6 separate regions of the Mus musculus genome follow, and all the other regions are linked to region 6. A link is a contact called in public ChIA-PET, HiChIP or PLAC-seq and promoter capture Hi-C data. All regions are on one chromosome and are shown on one strand. The core of a region is the stretch at or near the end of the contact, and the rest is flanking DNA. Distances in the headings are between cores, read along the strand shown.

Region 1 (2,729 bases), core at 179-2,678, 320 kb before region 6:
AACCCCCACATGTTTACTGAGAGGACACGGACACTTTGCAGAAAGTGAGTCACATAACCAGAAAGGTAAGTCCCACATTAAGACTTTGGGAGCCTGCCTATCTAGTCCACTCAAAAACAGGCTCCCAAAAGGAGCCTAGGTATTTTAAAGTATGGAATACCTTAAGCACATGTGGTTTTAGTTATGTATTTTATTGAGAAAAGCTCTTATGTAGCCCAGGCTGGCTTTGAACCCTTCATCGTCTCTATTTCCATCATCCGAGCGTTGGAATCTGGTTATGTACAGGTTGGGAGAAAGAGCTCAATGCAAAGCTCAAAGTTTGATCAACTTCAAATTCTTAGGTTGTCTTTAATTTGCACAAAAATCACAGTAATAAACTCTTTCCAAGGTTGAGGCTAGATAACTTTCAGACAGGGCTCTTTAGATGCCCTAAGCCTCCGGCTTTCTGTATCTTTGAGGGTCAGGGTGCAGCACAGGGCGTCCGTTAAGCTGACAGGCCACATACCTGGCACTTGTTGGGACTCCTTCATCTCCAGGATATCCTTGATGTAGAGTTTTGCAAAGGCTAGAAACACAGGATCCAGACCCCAAAAGAGGGGCGGGATCTCCTCTTCCCTTGGACTGGATTCACACTCCATCAAGAGGCAGGGCTGTGGCATCTGCTAACCCAGAGCCAAGACTCTACAAAAGAAAACAAAAATAAGGTTTTAGGGTGTTTAGTGTGGGTAACGGTCATCCAGAAGTCTTAGGAGGGTAACACAGGGGTTCAGGACCCTGTCAAACTTCATGCCTAGCAGATGGCAAAGTCCTTGTATGAGGCTCCTTCGGACGAAATACCAACTGAGAATCAGTTAAACACCAAATTTTCTTTTCAGACGAGGTCTCAGATAGCCCCGGCTGATCTTAATCTAGCTATGTAGTGGAGGATGGCTTTGAACTAGTGATCCTCCAGTACTGGGATTACTGGCATGTCCCATCAGACCTGGTTTATACAGTGCTGGGGATGGAACGCAGGGCTTCATGCAAGGTTTCGTGCAGGCTAGGCAAGTGCTCTCCAACAACTGAGCTACATCCCCTAAATACTAATTCTCCACTTTGAGGATAACCATACACACAGGCGTACCCCAAAAAGGAGTTTTAACGAGTGAATCCGGAGAGTAATGGAGAGAGTCCCTGTGGCCGTGGACTTTGGGGGCCCTGAAGGTGTGTCTATCCAAGCTTCGACCTTTCACCTCTGGGAAGAGCGGAGGAAAGGAAAAAGAGGCAGAAATCAGAGCAGTTTACAACTTCTCCCGAAGCAGGAGCAGCCAGCCAAGATTGCCGAACCAGTTCCGGTTGCGAGAAGGAAGCGAGCACACTCCCGCCGGCGTATTTCCTTCCCGCCACCCGCGCCTAGCTACCGCCAGCCACTCCCGCTGAGGCCACGCCCCCGACGTCCTCCTCAAGGCCACGCCCACCCCACGTATCGGTTCCGCCCACGCCGCCTTCCCGGTCTACATACACCCTGCGCAGGCTCTTGGGGGCTCTCCTAATCTCGGAGATTCCCGAGCCAGCCCGGGAATTCCTGCTGCTCAAATCCCGCCTTCCATGTCACATTTGTCACTCCGATTCCCTCAGACGGTTCCAGGAAATTGGGACGGGATCAAACTTAAATTTTCTTTTTTAAAAGTAGGGCAGGGGGTTGTCTTGACTGATTAAAGCAACAAACAACGAAATTAGGCAATGGGGTATTTTACTGTTTCTTCACAGCTGGTAATGATCCCCTGACATCGTAGGGATGCTACAGTCTCGCTTGCAGATGTTCTGCTCTAAACCTGAGGCCCCGAGAGAATGAGAGGTCTTGTCTCTAACGGAAACCACCCCTATGAGGTTTCCTCCAGGATGTTGTGCCTTTAACTCTTGAGAGACTGACAATTCTTGTATAAACCATGGCCACCTCCTTGGAGCCCTGTCTCCACTGTCTCCACCCATATAAATAAAGACGTTTTTCCCTACTCACAGGGACTCACACGCCTAGGAGAGGGCAGGTCACTCACTCCAGCGGCAAAAGAGGCAGGAGGCCAAAGAGATCATTGCTAAACTATCAGAGAAGGGCTGGGATGGAAACTGGGTGTCATTAGAACCATGGCTTTCAGTTACTGCCCTGGCCACAGAAGGAGCGGACAGTGTCTCCCAGACTCTGTGGCACAGAATGGCTGGGCCCGTGGAGTTTAAGATCTGTGTAAACCCAATCCCTCTCTACTAGAAGAGGTTCTCTCCCAAGGAAACATAGTAGGATGGATGCTTCCAATTCACCTGTCAGGTAGAGAAAGACAGGTTGGGTGACATTCTCAGGACTGCACACCTCTGCGCCAGGGTGGAGTCCAGGGACCAGTCTCCGCTGTCCTCAGAAGTTGAGGTATTTTCAGAAATGACGCTCAGAGCTCTCAGGGCTAGAGCGCTGGACTCTGGGTTTACTGCCAACCTGGGGGAGGGCCACGCCTTGTGGTATAAATAGAAGCAGACTCCCCTGATGTCATCTTTTACAGTGATGGAGGACTCTTTAGAGGGGAGTGTGCCTCTTGATCTGAGCCCCAGACCTGAGGAGTAGATGGTAACGAAGCTGAGGGTGAGCTGTAGAATTCCAGATTGAGGGGTTTGCATGGAGCTTTGTAAAGATCTCAGCCTCCCTCCTGTAGAACTCCCAGACTCCAAGCCTTCCTGGACGATCCTGAAATCTTCAACCCCGC
Region 2 (2,700 bases), core at 175-2,674, 360 kb before region 6:
GGGCTGGGCTGGGCTGGGCTGGGCTGGGCTGGGCTGGGCTGGGCTAGCAGCTGCCACTGCAGTATGTAAGTCATCATGCTCCTTCATGTTGAGAGAAGACTCACGCATGGCTCAGAGGTTTTTGGCATCTTCTGAGTTGGAATGCATTGCTCACTTACCAGCATCCACTTGCTCCTGCATAGCCAGGTGCAAGCAGGGTCATACCAGAGTTACAGGTCATTTTCCTTGCTCATTAGTATGTCAAAGGCATACCCTGTGGGACAGGGTAGATTATAAAAGGGTGGACCCTGCCAAGACACTGTACACACACACACACACACACACACACACACACAGAGTGTTTCTGTGTTCTACAACACTTATGTAGAGTATGGGACAGCTTAGGAATGAGCTCTTTCCTTCCACCATGTATGTTCTGGGGGTTGAAATGGAATCATTAGGCTTTGAGGCAACTGCTTATCCCCGCTGAGCCATCTTGTCAACCCCTCTCCCACCGTCTCTAAGGAGTGGTTTCCAATTGTGTTTCTGCAGTGATGCAGGACGGGCTTTTTTGTCCTTGGGAGAATAACCAACAATGTCTCCAGAACCAAACTGTGACATTATGCCGTTCCTTCCCACTCAAAACAGCATTCTGAAACACAGGCGTGTAGAATGACCTCATTCTGAGAGTTACCGGGAATTTCTTCTAACTGTGCCTTTATGAGATTTACTTTCAAAACTCAAGTGCTTGAGACTTGTCATTTCCTTTTTCTTTAATTTCAGTTGTCTCAGGCGAGCCTTTGTCCTCTAGGCTGGCGGGAGGTAGTGGGAGGGTGAATGAGACAGGTTCACCCTTCCCTGAGGATCCATGGGACTCTAGAATTAAACAGCTGGAGAACAGGACAGAGCTACCATCCTTCTGAGGCCAAAGCCTACGCTGATAGAGCAGGGTTCAAACTTCATGTCCCTTCAGGACAGGACATTTGTGGTCCCCTCCTTAGCAAATTTAGGCCTGGAATCTTAGCTGAAGCTATGACCCAGGCTGAGGTCCCGCCCTTCTCAGAGACATCACAGAGCCTCAGCACAGGAGTCCTCCTATCCCCATCCCTGCCATCTCAGCCTCTGCCATCCCCACCCCTGCAATCCCAGCCCTGTCATCCTGGCCTCTGCCACGGGACTGTCAGAGAAGACATTCCAGTCTGCATTGCCTCGGGGTCTACTTATCTGGAAACCCTCCCCAGGCTCCAGGCTTCCAGAAAACACTCCCCAGGCTGTATGCACTAGCAACTCCCCAACTCAGCTCCACACTGCTTCCCTGAGGTAAAGCTTGCCTGCTACTTACAAAGGGCTATGGGAAAACAACGGCTATGCTAACAACTCAGTGGAGGAGCATGCCACTCATCCGAGAGTAAATTCATTGTCCACTTGTTTCAGTATGGCACGGATGTCAGCGGTTGCCGCAGACATCATGCAGGGCCGCCATTATTCTGAGACGCAGAGCTAAGGACATAATAGAAGTGTGTTCCGTGCTCCCTTTCCCTTCCCTCGAGTCCTTTATTCATGGCCCATCCTCAGAATGAAAAATAAAGACCCTCGGCCCCTAGGGTACATTTCCTTGCAGAGGCGATCAAAATGGGTGTGGCCCAGTGCCCCAATTAGCTACACCAGTCCAGTCAACTGGTGAAAATGAAAATCCCAGACTCTTAGGGTGATTAGGCTGGGAGATGTAGATGGCAGCTCTGCTAAGCCTGCTTCGACTCCAGCTAAAGCTGCGGGGCTCGTAAAGCGAGCCCTTTCCCCACAGGCATTCACGGTTTTCTGCATTTATCTCAATGGTGACGGAGTCTGAAGTGTGTCTCATCCATGGGCGGGTAATAGCACCGCTGGTTTTAAAGAGACCAGGCACATCTGTAAGAGGCACATCTGTAATCCCTCACTTCGGAGGCTGATGCAGGGGAATCAGAAAGTCAATAATAGTGAGAGCCTGCCTTTATTTATTTATTTATTTTCCTTCTACTTCTGCCTCCCAAGTGCTGGGATTTTTAAAAAGAGGAATGCATTATGGTTCGTGATTCCAGAGACATCAGTCCACAACAGCAGGGGGAAATCTTGGCAAAGAATGACAGTTCACACTATGGCAACCAAGAAAGGAGCAAGGGAGGAGATACCCTTGCAAGGACCCCACCCCCCTCGTCTAGTGACCTGCCCATCCCCTAAGTTTCCAAAACCTTCCTTAACAGTGACAACGGCTGAGGCTTTAACACATAAACCTGGGAGGGGCACTTCATTCCAAACCAAAATACCCAGTATGAGTAATATACTAGCAACCGGGAAAATTTCATTGTCATCTTAAGATATGCTGTTCCTTTTCTTAGATTGTTCCCAGGAATGGGCTCGGGAGATCTTCTGTATAGCATAGTCACTACGTTTGATCATGGCACAATGAATACCCAGAAAAGACATGTTGTAGGGGTAGAGACAGAGCAGCAGTTAAGAGAGAAGAGCTTACTGCTCTTTCAGAGAACCTGGTTGGGGGGGGGGCGCTGTCTTTAAAGAATATCAGTCAGGCTAGGGAGGTGGCTCAGTGGGTAAAGCACTTGCTGCATAGTCGTGAGAACCTGCATTTAATTCACACAAAGACGGACATGGTAGTGCACATCTTCAGTCGCAGTGCACCTGTGATGAGGCAGGAGGAGGCAGGGGAATCCCTGGAAGCTTGAA
Region 3 (2,700 bases), core at 96-2,595, 410 kb before region 6:
CTAGTGAGTCTAGGGCGGGGCAGAGCCTCCTGGTAGCCTCAATCAGAACTTCAATGCCAGGTTCTACTCCCAAACAGGCACTGAGCTGACCCAGGGTCAGAGCAGGTAAGCCCCGATACAACAGCTTCCCACAGAGATCTGGGAGCCCCACCTGCAACAGCACCCGCCTATAAACAGGGAGGCATGGGAGATACCCCGATTCCATATGCTTAAGGAGGTTCTGCAGGGCCGTGTTACTTGCAGCTGACCGCCTCTTAAAGGATGTGCCAGCTTTGTGCTGGCCCAGCTCCAACTAGAGGAAAAACAGAGAGTCTAACTAACTTCACACTGGAGGAAGCCAAAGCACTTGTGGACTTCCCCATCGGCTGCCCCCAAGAGAGAAGTCACATAACCCGGAGTCTCAAGGGAAGGGAGTCTGACAACAACCATGGGGACTCTGACCAGAACTTAGGAAAGGGGCTGGGGGGAGTCGGGCAATATTAAAAACAAATAAAGATGCTATTCTGTCTCTTTCCCCACCCACTACCGGAAAGAAGGTCCCTGGGGGGGGGGGGGGGGGACAGATCAGTGGAGGCCTTGTGCAGTTTCCACCCCTCCCCCACCAGCTCTAAGAGGCAGAGGAAGTGCTGAGAATAAAACTGCAAAGCAGAACCTGTACTAAAGACCCAACCTTCAATGTGCTGGCCGGGGAAGGGGCGAGGGTTCATTCACAGGAGACGGAGGGCTAGCTCCAGCATAGCCTGTACTTGCAACCAAGGGCTGGCCGTGCTAAGATCTGGGCCCCAAGGAATGAATCCAGCAACCCCAGCAAGCCATTCAAAGAGGCGACATGGATGAAAGTATTTCCTAATGAAAGCCAGTCATAAAAGAGCACCTAACAGATGACTGCATTTATATGTGATGGCTAGAAGATACTGGTCCAAAGACAAAAGGTGTGTTCATAGTTGCCAGTGGCTAGGGACCAATGGGGAGGGGGCATCATGACACATTCTGCAGTTGACTATCACAGTGCAGTTGTCTAACACTGTGAATATTAGAAGTCATTGAACTGTATAGATTTCATGGGCCATTTGCACACTATAGGAATTACATCTCAAGAAAGCTGGCCACACACACATACACACACACACACACACACACACACACGGACACACATACACACGCACACACTCCTCTTTTATTTTCTCAAAAAGTGTTTTTACTACCTTAAGAATGTCTATTTTTTCACTATCATTTCAAACACTGTCTCAGAAAGCTTTTAATGTGCAGGACCTCTAACTCCCTGCTTTGCAAATAAAAATTTCACAACAAACAGTGTGTCCTGCATGCCCTCCTGGGCACAGGGGCCAGCAGCCAGGTCCTTCCGTGCCTTCCTTCCACGTTCCTCCCAGCCTGCCTATGCTGTGCAGACTCGGATGTCTACTGTCTCCCAGAGCTTTTTTTATTACTGTGGATTTCTTCCCAGGAGTGAGCCTGTATAGGATCGGAGTCCCTCGTTTCAGAGGCCCCACTTCTATGGCTCCTGCCTTCCTTGGCTACATCCATTCCTGCTGAGCTCCTGGAAACCTGTGTATCAAGTCTTTTCCAGTTAGTGCGTTCTGAGTGGCTCTAGAAACCGCTTCCCATTACAGCGAAAGACCCGTATAAACCATGTTCTCTTCCTCTGTGACAAGAGACAACAGACACCGCACAAAGGACTGTCTGGCCTGGGGGGGGGGGTCCCTGGTTCACAGCTTCAGTCCTACCTCCAGCACTTGCTACCAGGAGGAGTTTGCTACCTTAGTTGGTTCGGATGCTAAGTCATGGGTTCAAATACATGCTAACTCCGCTCTGCTATCACAAGTACATCCCACAGCATGACAGCACCCTGTCTCCTTTCCACGGTCATTCCCAGGTTTGACTCAGGGACAGAGCAAGCTCCCTGCTCTGTGTGAACCCTATCTGACATGAAGGCCCCTCATCACGCCTTACAGCTGGCTAAGTGGTTATCACAAAAAGCTTCCTGCATGCTTTCATGCTGGCAACGATTCTCAGAGCACCCCTAACGGAAGTCCCCGTCACCATCCATCTGAGGAAACGGAGTGCCCTGGGGTAGGCGGGCATCAGCTCATAGCCAGCCAGCTAGGAAAAGGGCTGGCATTCCCTCACCTGCAGGTCACCCTCCCCCTAGAACATGCCACAGGCTCCATCCTTTGTCACAGACACCATGTGGCCCTCGCAAGTGTTCTAAATATATCTCCATCAGGCCCTGGAGGCCCCGGGGCTCTGGAAAGTTGAATCCACCTGCTGTGTCTACTCAGAGAGGGCAGGACCACGCCTTGGCAGGACGTGGCTTCCTCCTCTCGTTCAATCTTCCCAACGATGCCACACCAGAGGTTCTGTTCTGTTGCCATTTCGAAGGCGAGGGAAGTGAAGCAGAGTGTTGAAGGGACTTCCCCAGGACCACACAGCAGAGGTGCTGGCTCTGACCTGTGAGCCAGCAGTCTGGGTCCAAGCCTTGAGCTCCTATTCTCATTTCTCCCTGGAATATAGCCTCCTTCTCTTCCCTGTCTATCAGAGAGTGGCAGCCTCTGGTGTTCAAAATGGAGCCATACAGCCTTCTCTTCTTGAACAAAAACAGACAAAACCTGTGTGTGTGTGTGTGTGTGTGTGTGTGTGTGTGTGTATTAACACCATGCTGGCTACTTCTTTTAAGGGGCC
Region 4 (2,700 bases), core at 37-2,536, 290 kb before region 6:
CATCTCCTTCAGCGTGGCAGTCAGCCCCCACTCACTGGGCTGTAGAAGGGTTAGCAGGAGGACCAGTATTAGCGGAACGGATAGGACTGCCTGTGCTGTCCTGTGTCAGCCACAGTGAGTGCCGTCTCTCTGGTCTTCAATGTGACTTTGCCGTTCTGATGATAATAAACAGAGTCTCATTTCCCATCTGTGGACTCTGGGATGTCCATGTGACAGTCTTTGACTCACAAGGCAGAAGTGATGCTGTGTGGATCGTGGTGGAATTGAAAATACGTTGCAGCCAATGTTTTCAGCATCTTAAACCCATGAGATGCTTCATGCAGTGGAGAAGGCCGATCTATAGTATACATAGCACGAATCCCATGGGCACCCAACTCTAGCGACCACACATGCGAAGATGCCATCTTGGTCTCTCTAGCTCTGGGCAGGTGGTCAGATGACCAGAGGCTCCTGAGTGACTCCAGAAGTGACTGAAAAGGAGGAGCTCTCAGATGTCCAGCAAATAGGACATAGCCATATAACATCAATATTTTAAGGTTCAGAGATGGGGATTGTTCCGCTGTATTCCAGAGGTGCCCATGCCACTTTGTAGAGGCTGCAAAGGGGAACTCCTCTCCAAACGTTTTATTAACTTATTAAATTAAAAGTGGAAAGGGGGAAAAAAGTTCTTTTATTTTTGCCTTACAACCTGAACTTTGACTGCTGTAAATGTTTATGGTTGTCCCTTGGTAACTGTAGATTTGAGGGTCCACTCATCAATGAAGCAAGTGCCTCCCTCATAGCCCCCACCCCACGGAACCAGGAGTCCAATGTTTGACACTTTTTAAAACTAGCGCCTCATCTCCCTTTCCCATTTTTTAAAAAGATTTATTTTTTTATTATTATATGTAAGTACATTGTAGCTGTCTTCAGATGCACCAGAAGAGGGCGTCAGATCTCATTATAGATGGTTGTGAGCCACCATGTGGTTGCTGGGATTTGAACTCAGGACCTTCAGAAGAACAGTCGGTGCTCTTAACCACTGAGCCATCTCTCCAGCCCCTTTTCCCATTGTTTGACACCCCTCCCTCCCGCTTTTTTCTGTGGACGGTGGTTAAGATAGCAAAAAAAGCAAACAGTGACTTATTGACTTGTGGATCTAGGTCTCAAATACTCACTGACTACACAGTGGATATGGGACTGGATTAAGTAGTAAAAGGGTAAAGGACCTTAAGATATGGTTACTGCTCTTTACAGCAGGAAATAAAACATAGCTAAGGACACAGAAGTTTGTGCAGCTCGAGCTGACTGTACAGGCTTCTCGCGAGTCATGTGAGTTTAACTGAGAAGACTCCCAGCCAGGACGAGCAGCACTGCCTTAATAGGAAACATGTGACTTGAATTGGTGTTAAAGATAGAATTAAGAGTCACATGAAGGTGAGCGTGTTAAAGGTCTGTCCAGGAAATCTTGGTAGCAAAGGGCAGGAAAGGGGGAAAGTGTTCAGGAGGTTTAGTGGAAGTATTGGCTCCTTTGTGGATTCAGCAGCTATCTGCCCAGTGCCTGCAGGTGTCAGAAGCTCTGCCAGCTCTGAAAATACTGTTATACCAATGGCAAAGAGCCCATGTAAGGAATAAATAACCTCGTGTGCAGGCAGCAAACAGCCAGTGCAGAACATAAGATGATCAAAGTTTGGGGCTGAGAACAAAGTCTAGAAAAGTAGGCGAAGACCAAGATGTGTCAGCCTTGAAAGTGGAGATTTTGCACTGTGATGCAGGCAACAGGCCCCCTGTTTGGAGAAACAGTGACATCTCGTTTTTTGTATGAAATGTTACTTGAAGCAACAATGTGAAAGACAAGGTGGCCAGGTATGGTGGCATGTGCCTGAAGCCCCAGCTACTTGGGAGGCTGAGGTAGGCAGATCTCTGTGAGTTTAAGGCCAGCTTGTTCTGCATAATGGGACCATATCTCAAAAAAAAAATAATAATAAAAAGAAAGAGAGAGAGAGAGAGAGGCAGAGAGAGAGAGAGAAAACTAGAACACACATATTTACCTGTTATTGAAGAAACCCAGTGTAAGGCCCTGGCTCTCTACTGCCTGCGGCTTGGCCTGAAAGCTGAACAATGCTGTTTGGCCAAAGGGACAACTTGGGTAGACACAACCTTCTGAATGGCAGATCTCATGTTCTGACATGACTACCTGTCTAGACAGTTGCAGCAGTCCAGAATAAGGGGAAGATTTAAAATCCTTTCACGTAGACATTTTACATACAAAGACACCATGGGTGTATGGAAACCCTAAAAAGTAATGTTTTCTATCTGCTGCTGGCAAAGATGAAAAGGTTTTGTTGTCTAAAGCTGACGAGGCTACAAAGACAGAGGCAGTCTCTCTCATTGGCTTTGACAGTCTTTGGAGTTTAAACCTGCACTGCCTTTTGTTGGGATGGGGGGGGGGGCAGGGAGAAGTTATTTGGCAATATTTGTAAAAGATTAAATCCCCCTTAGCTTTTGTTCCAAGAATTCTAGATTCTAGTTTATGAATTTGTCTTATATCTATAATACTATACCATTAGGCAAAGAGTATTGGAGGGTCAGTTCTTTGAAGTTAGTATTTGTGGAAGGGAAACATCCATGTAACACTGATGTCCTCATGTAGGGAAGACTAGTTAAGAGTAAGCTAGAACTGTGGTATAGTGAAGTAATTCGGAGCTACACTGAGTATCT
Region 5 (2,828 bases), core at 132-2,631, 500 kb before region 6:
TTCAGCCACTGTACCTGAGACACCAGCAGTGCAGCCCCCCTGAGCATCCCTGCCTCTTCCAGGCAGCACAGACCTTGTGCCCCGAGGCAGTGCCAGTCCAGTCTCCACTAGGTAGGGTCAATGTTCACAGTAGCACCAACTAGATGCTCCACTCAGTACTGTATCTGCAGAGAACCTACTGGGTCTCAGGTTCAAAAGAGCTCACTCCTTATCTCTGGGGCTGTGAGACGGAAAGAAGATGTCAAGGTGGCTGTGAAAGAGATGGGGAGGGAGGGTAAATCAGACGATGAGGCACTGAAGGGAGAGAAGAGAAGGAAGACAGGGCCCTGGGGTTAGAGCTGGGGAGGTTGGCTTCCCAGGAATAGGACATGAGAGAAGCCCAGTGAGTCACCCTTAGCACAGTGTACATCACCCATGTCTAACTCACTCAGGCCTTTGGGACTCCCCACAATTGCTGTGTGCCAGTGGGCTGTATGTGGGCTGACAGGGGTGCTGGGCATCCCTGGAGTCAGGCACGCCTATAGCTTGAGCTGCTGGCTCCTGCAGAGCTGTTACTACTAACACTGGCTGCCTCCCTCCCTCTCTCCCTGCCCGGTGTCATCTCCCAAATGAACTGCAAGAACTGGGTATGACGGATGGTAAGCCAAGGTAAATATTGCTCTTGGGGTGATCTGGTCTCGGTGGTATGCCTGATAAGGCCCTCTCAGTCACTAAATCTGGGCCCAATGGTACACAGACATCCATGCAAGCAAACCAGCCGTAATGCAGTGGTGATACACTTTCCAGGAAGAGTGGTAAACATATTCTGAAATTGGTAGTGATAGCCACACAGTGGGGACTGGGCTGCTAGTTGTCACATCAGTGGTACACTTGAGACCATTTGAAAGGCTGGATGTAGCTGGCGGGGGGGGGGGGGGGGGGGGGAGCGTCTGAGCCTCAGCACTGAGTTAGACTCTCAGGCTCACAGCCTGTCAGTGGCAGTTCTAGGCTGGGTGGGACACAAAGTCAGCTGTATGCACTCTTGATCACCCCCACCTCCACCTCTACCTCTGCCCCAGTGACAAGTAAGCTGGCTACCTGCTAGAGAGCCAGAGGGATTGATTATAGTTAGTGGGAGGAAGCCTAGATTTTTCTGGGTGCTTCTTGGAACAGGCTTCCTGTGCCCACCAGATGGCGCCCATCCTTAGAGTTTTATCCAGGAGCTCTGGAGGCCAGAGGAAAGTCTCCAGGACCACCCCTGGTGTCTCTATAGACATACACCTTGGGGTGGGGGTGGGGAGGGGGTGGAGATACAGCCATTTGCCTCAACTGAAGTAGGGATTACCAGCTTCCTGGGAGAATAACAATAGACAGACAGTACCAATGCAGGTGGCTGTAATACTCAGTCTTACCACCAGGTGGCGAAAGATACACACAGATCTGGAATGAGGCACTGGTTCTAAGGATCTCAAAGTTAGACTGGCGCTCAAACTCCAACCTTAAGCGCCTTACAGACCACTATAGCAAAGGATCCTAGGGATTTCAGAAAGCTTGCTCCTCACTTTGAGGTAGTGTTTGTTTGTTTCTCTGCTTGCTTGCTTGTGTTTTCTGCTCTTATAGCCATTATACCTAAGTTGTTACACACTTGGACCACAGCAATAGGCACCTAGTTCTGACAGGACCACAAGATATCAGAGCCAGGAGGAACTCAGAGACACCCAGATTCTGTCCCCATATCTGATGCCAGTGTCGATGGAGCTAGTAATGGCCTTGTACCCACCTCCTCTCAGAACACTTCCTAAGGCTCCTTCAGAGACAGCCTCTTTCCTGAGGTTGGCTGCAGACTCCCTCCGGGTAGGTGTCCCCACCTGCTCTCTGACTTGAGTAGCTGACCATCCCTTGGTCTCAGGTAGAAGGCCTTTATGCTCTTTATGCGAGCCTCCGAGCACCTGACCAGGCTGGCCCGGTGCTGTGGGAAGCCCTGAGCCTACACAATCTCTTCTCCTGCCCCACTGGATCAGCAGCTGCCATTGTTAGAAGAGCCCTGGGCCTTAAACAATTAAGCACCAAGTAGGTGGAGGTGGAGCTGGGTTCAGCACCTGTGATGCTATCTGCTGCCTCCCACAGGGTGAGCACTCCCTTGCAGTGCCTTCCTCCCTCAGACTGAGTTTCCTTGCCAGGGATGAGGCTGTACCTCGGACATTGGCCCCTGGGCCTCACAAAGTATATAGTCAGCTGATGAACAGCCTTCTCCCTGGTGCCATCAGAAGGCCTGCGTCAGAGTGGAGAAGGCCCAGTTTTAAGTTCAGCTCTGATTTGCACTGTCCCTGAGAGGTCACCAACTGGGGGGTTATACTCAAGAGTAGACAGCTATGGTCAGAATGAGCCTTTGGGCTTTGAGGAGAAAGGGGCCACCCGTCCTGGGGGAGGCAGAACACCTGCCTGCTGGATAGACCTGCGTGGGTGGGTAGATGGGGCTTACCTGTCCTGATGGAGATGCCCCAGGGTACCTGGGCCTCAGCCATGAGACAGGAAGTATGTGGAAATGAGAGACACCCACACCCCAACTCCTCCCAAGGCTGGGGATCAGGGGAGAACAGAAAGCACAATGTGAGAAAAATACCAGGACCCCAGGTCACCCTGTAGAGGCACCCCTATATTTTCCCTACGCTCTTGTTTAAGGGAGCCAGAAACCCTGTGTCAGCCCTGACGACAGCCTTTCGGCCTGCACCAAGCCCTCACTGACCTTTGCTGGAGTGACGGTCAGGCCAGACAAGGGCTTTTGAATCCTCGTCCCTCCTGTTGGTCTATCCAGCATGGTAGCGGGGACACAGAGGCTCTGTTCCTCG
Region 6 (2,758 bases), core at 216-2,715:
TAGTCAGATATTTTAGCTATTCGTAACATATAGAAATAAAAGTTTTTTATTAAAACACCATCTGCGAGGCAGTTGATAAGACCTTCAACAACCTGAATTTGATCCTGTCAATATAGATTATAAATTGGACAGTATGAAATTACCCATCATTCTTCTGAAAAGTTACAGAAGGTTGCTGCATCGGGTGGACACATCTGGGCAGTGAAGGTGAACATTACGTAGAAGGTTAAAAACTATTTCTTGTCACTAGGGTTTTTAATTTTTTCGTCTTCTTGCAATATAGTCGACTCAGATTAATCTCTTCAGGTTACAGCTACAACAAAATATATAGTCCCGTGGCAGTTTGACTGTGGCCAGTAGAGATATATGCCCAGATGTTTGAGGGCTATGTTCTCAGCTGCTAGGACTTAGGCATGATCCCTACTATAATGGCCACCAGTAACGTAGCACAGTGGTTTTCTGTATATTTTCCTTTCTTTATTTGAAGAATTAATGTTTGCTAGTTCATCCACAGCAAGCCCTGCCTGCTAGGGTGCTGCCATTTCCTGGCCGCAATTGTTAGACGTATGAGTCATTTAAGTCACTTTGGCATTTTGTTCCGTAGTTCTAGTGAGCACAGGGAGAAGCCAGGATCAAAACTGGAGCTGGCTCCAAGGGCATTCTCTGCTTCTCCAATAATAGAGCTGGAAACAAAACCCAGGCATGCTCTTTCATAAATAGCCCCGGAGTTAGTAGCTTTTATCCATGAGCTTTGCGAATCCTGGAGGCAAACTCTCCTCATGCCTGAATAAGAAGACAGCAGTTTTCGCAAGCCCTCTGGCCAGATTTTTTTTTTTTTCTTATGGACTCAAAAGGCTAAATTTTCTCAGCCCACTGTGCTTAAACCAGCGTGTGCTCTTTCTAGGCTTCCAGACAAATGTTTTATGGATGGAATTTTGAAAGCACAACTGCGTCCGGAGGCTAATAACATCCAGATGTGTGCTCTTTTCTATATGCCGAAATGTGCCTCTGTAGGTGACTATAGGGATGGCAGCTTATAGTAAGCTAGTACTGACAGAAGAAAAGACCGTCCAGGTGGCTAGACCACCTCCTAGACCCCTCTGGAATGTTGGAAATTTGGGGGCAGAGCTAGAGCTCACATACCAGTGGAGTGGGTGTGGGAGGTATGGAGGTCAGGGCCAGAGTCCTGTGTGAAGGCAGACAGGAAACCTTCGGCCTGGAGGGATGGGGTGGCTCTTTCTGAGCATCTCTGCTTTGGCCGGCTCCAGGTGGTCATCACATGACACAAGAAACCACAAGACCCCTTGTGTGGAGGCGGGGTGTGTGTCTCTGTGGTTTTGTTCCTCCTTGCACTACCTCCGCAGCGAACCTGGGAGCCCACCGGTTAACGTCACACAGCATCAGGATCCAGGATCGCAGCGGCCGATGCTTTCCCTTTAAAGGCGGGGGCGGCTCCCGGCCAGGAGGCGCGGTCTGGGCGGGGCTGAGTTCTAGGACAGTGTACAAGACCTCGTGCTTCCAGAGTCGCCCGCAAACGGGAGCGGAACCCGCGTGGCTCTCGGCCTGCACGGCGGCTCAGCGATGTCGGGAGAATCCTCCAGGAGCCTGGGGAAGGGTGAGGCTACTGGTGTCGGGGACGCACCGTGTACCGGGGATGCCCGGGATCCCTGTGCGATCCGGGCCGTGACTGTCTCCTCTCTCCTGCAGGAAGCGCGCCCCCCGGCCCGGTCCCGGAGGGCCAGATCCGCGTCTACAGCATGAGGTTCTGCCCCTTCGCTCAGAGGACGCTGATGGTCCTGAAGGCCAAGGGAATCCGGTGAGGACGAGGGCGATGGCTCCGGAGCCGCTGGCGGCTGGGCTTCAACCCCTCGCGGCGTTGGCTTTGTGGTCAGGGGGAAATATTCTCAGCCTTTTGTAGGAGACTTTAGTTGCTCACCCTCTTTTCAAGGGGAGAATTGTCATGGACTCCAGGGCTCTAGGGCAGCCTGTTTAAGCAGTCTGGGGCTCAAAAAAAGCGTGTTTCCCCTCCCCACCCCCCCACGGTGAGGTTGGTGGTTTACACTAGATTGCGGAACCCTGGGGTGGCTGTCTCAGCTCGGGTCCTGGGATTCTTGGTGAACTAGAGGCTTGCTTCGCTGTTGCACAAAGGTCACCCGCCTAGCAGAGTTCTGAGCCGTGTGCACAGTCATTTAGGTTGTAAACACAAGGAAGTGTCAGAGTCAAGCCTTTGCAAAGCCTCCATATCCAAACAGTCTTTGACCTACGGGTTATCTACAGTTGGTGAGTCTCTTGGCTTTTCCCGATACCATGTTCGTTGGACCATTTCCCTTCCAATGTCTTGGGGGATCTTTTGAACAATTATTAGACACCTTCTGTTTGGAAGCTCACCCTTAAGAAAAAGTTCATGTATGCAGTTACAATTCGTAAACGACTTTTAGTCCATGGGGAGAATTGGCTAGGCAGGCAGTTCTTTTCCCTAAATGTTAAAATATGTAACCTAAGGAAGTATTTGAAAATTAATTGTCACTTTGTAACGATTTTAATTTCATTTGGATAGGAGATTTGGTTTTGAACACAAGAACGTATTTTTTTTTCTTAAAAAGCAATTTTTCTATATTAGTTGGAACTTTCACTCTAACAAAGAAACTCAAACTGAATTGAAAAAAATAAAAGATATTTATTGTTCTAATACAACGAGAGAGTCCAAGAACAGGGCACAATGCCTTGTGTGATGTGTTTCCTACTGAAACTCAGTGTG

The links. Promoter capture Hi-C pulls out the DNA fragments that hold promoters and counts their contacts. ChIA-PET counts read pairs in DNA pulled down with a chosen protein or histone mark. HiChIP or PLAC-seq counts read pairs in DNA pulled down with a chosen protein or histone mark.
Region 1: a contact with region 6 is called in a FOXA1 HiChIP or PLAC-seq map of pancreatic cancer cells. The contact joins the promoter of Stn1 here to the promoter of Gsto1 in region 6. A contact is called at or near these places in 19 of 39 promoter capture datasets (the 3T3-L1 cell line, 3T3-L1-derived adipocytes, the C10 cell line and 13 more), 1 of 15 datasets of contacts at CTCF or cohesin (the NIH/3T3 cell line), 6 of 484 Hi-C or Micro-C datasets (B cells, embryonic stem cells, extraembryonic endoderm stem cells and 2 more), 23 of 115 datasets of contacts at active chromatin or transcription factors (the 230-238 cell line, DN3 thymocytes, astrocytes and 18 more) and 4 of 9 other capture datasets (adipose tissue, embryonic stem cells, liver and 1 more).
Region 2: a FOXA1 HiChIP or PLAC-seq map of pancreatic cancer cells shows a contact between it and region 6. The contact joins the enhancer-like site here to the promoter of Gsto1 in region 6. A contact is called at or near these places in 17 of 39 promoter capture datasets (3T3-L1-derived adipocytes, the C10 cell line, the SN4741 cell line and 9 more), 3 of 15 datasets of contacts at CTCF or cohesin (embryonic stem cells, large pre-B cells and pro-B cells), 6 of 484 Hi-C or Micro-C datasets (cortical neurons, memory CD8 T cells, nephron progenitors and 2 more), 15 of 115 datasets of contacts at active chromatin or transcription factors (the SCID.adh cell line, T-cell acute lymphoblastic leukemia, craniofacial prominence and 12 more) and 4 of 9 other capture datasets (adipose tissue, embryonic stem cells, liver and 1 more).
Region 3: a contact with region 6 is called in an RNA polymerase II ChIA-PET map of memory CD8 T cells, with 6 read pairs. The contact joins the enhancer-like site here to the promoter of Gsto1 in region 6. A contact is called at or near these places in 5 of 39 promoter capture datasets (the 3T3-L1 cell line, the C10 cell line, liver and 1 more), 1 of 15 datasets of contacts at CTCF or cohesin (the NIH/3T3 cell line), 5 of 115 datasets of contacts at active chromatin or transcription factors (the NIH/3T3 cell line, embryonic forebrain, large pre-B cells and 2 more) and 1 of 9 other capture datasets (adipose tissue).
Region 4: a contact with region 6 is called in a FOXA1 HiChIP or PLAC-seq map of pancreatic cancer cells. The contact joins the enhancer-like site here to the promoter of Gsto1 in region 6. A contact is called at or near these places in 6 of 39 promoter capture datasets (the 3T3-L1 cell line, the C10 cell line, the HPC-7 cell line and 3 more), 1 of 15 datasets of contacts at CTCF or cohesin (the NIH/3T3 cell line), 5 of 115 datasets of contacts at active chromatin or transcription factors (the 230-238 cell line, bone marrow-derived macrophages, effector CD8 T cells and 2 more) and 3 of 9 other capture datasets (adipose tissue, liver and pancreatic islet).
Region 5: a promoter capture Hi-C map of hippocampal neurons shows a contact between it and region 6, with 6 times the contacts expected there. The contact joins the enhancer-like site here to the promoter of Gsto1 in region 6. A contact is called at or near these places in 13 of 39 promoter capture datasets (the 3T3-L1 cell line, 3T3-L1-derived adipocytes, the HPC-7 cell line and 10 more), 11 of 115 datasets of contacts at active chromatin or transcription factors (the NIH/3T3 cell line, T-cell acute lymphoblastic leukemia, bone marrow-derived macrophages and 8 more) and 4 of 9 other capture datasets (adipose tissue, embryonic stem cells, liver and 1 more).

Annotation. Positions count from the first base shown.
Region 1 is chr19:47,535,691-47,538,419 of GRCm38.p6, forward strand. It overlaps Stn1 (STN1, CST complex subunit), which reads right to left and starts at 1,429. Exons shown (of 10, transcript NM_175360.3): 1 at 1,124-1,429; 2 at 506-681. The coding sequence starts at 659.
Region 2 is chr19:47,492,052-47,494,751 of GRCm38.p6, forward strand. No RefSeq gene overlaps it. Among named protein-coding and RNA genes, the nearest start is that of Gm41858, 8.1 kb to the left of the region's middle. Within about 2 kb of position 1,425, at least 65 of the 459 cell types and tissues checked have an H3K27ac peak or open chromatin away from gene starts, as enhancers often do. A contact at or near this core is called in the SN4741 cell line, embryonic forebrain, embryonic stem cells and 2 more, where this site is marked.
Region 3 is chr19:47,446,661-47,449,360 of GRCm38.p6, forward strand. All of the region lies in intron 1 of Sh3pxd2a (SH3 and PX domains 2A), which reads right to left. Among named protein-coding and RNA genes, the nearest start is that of Gm52384, 7.2 kb to the right of the region's middle. Within about 2 kb of position 1,346, at least 105 of the 459 cell types and tissues checked have an H3K27ac peak or open chromatin away from gene starts, as enhancers often do. A contact at or near this core is called in liver, memory CD8 T cells and pre-B cells, where this site is marked.
Region 4 is chr19:47,560,860-47,563,559 of GRCm38.p6, forward strand. No RefSeq gene overlaps it. Among named protein-coding and RNA genes, the nearest start is that of Slk, 18 kb to the right of the region's middle. Within about 2 kb of position 1,287, at least 18 of the 459 cell types and tissues checked have an H3K27ac peak or open chromatin away from gene starts, as enhancers often do. A contact at or near this core is called in the HPC-7 cell line, bone marrow-derived macrophages and pancreatic cancer cells, where this site is marked.
Region 5 is chr19:47,355,365-47,358,192 of GRCm38.p6, forward strand. The region is part of intron 5 of Sh3pxd2a (SH3 and PX domains 2A); the gene reads right to left. Among named protein-coding and RNA genes, the nearest start is that of Gm29834, 70 kb to the left of the region's middle. Within about 2 kb of position 1,382, at least 40 of the 459 cell types and tissues checked have an H3K27ac peak or open chromatin away from gene starts, as enhancers often do. A contact at or near this core is called in bone marrow-derived macrophages and hippocampal neurons, where this site is marked.
Region 6 is chr19:47,853,508-47,856,265 of GRCm38.p6, forward strand. Gsto1 (glutathione S-transferase omega 1) reads left to right here and starts at 1,466. Exons shown (of 6, transcript NM_010362.3): 1 at 1,466-1,615; 2 at 1,708-1,816. The coding sequence starts at 1,582. Gm30021 (predicted gene, 30021) reads right to left here and starts at 1,409. Exons shown (of 2, transcript NR_166768.1): 1 at 1,144-1,409.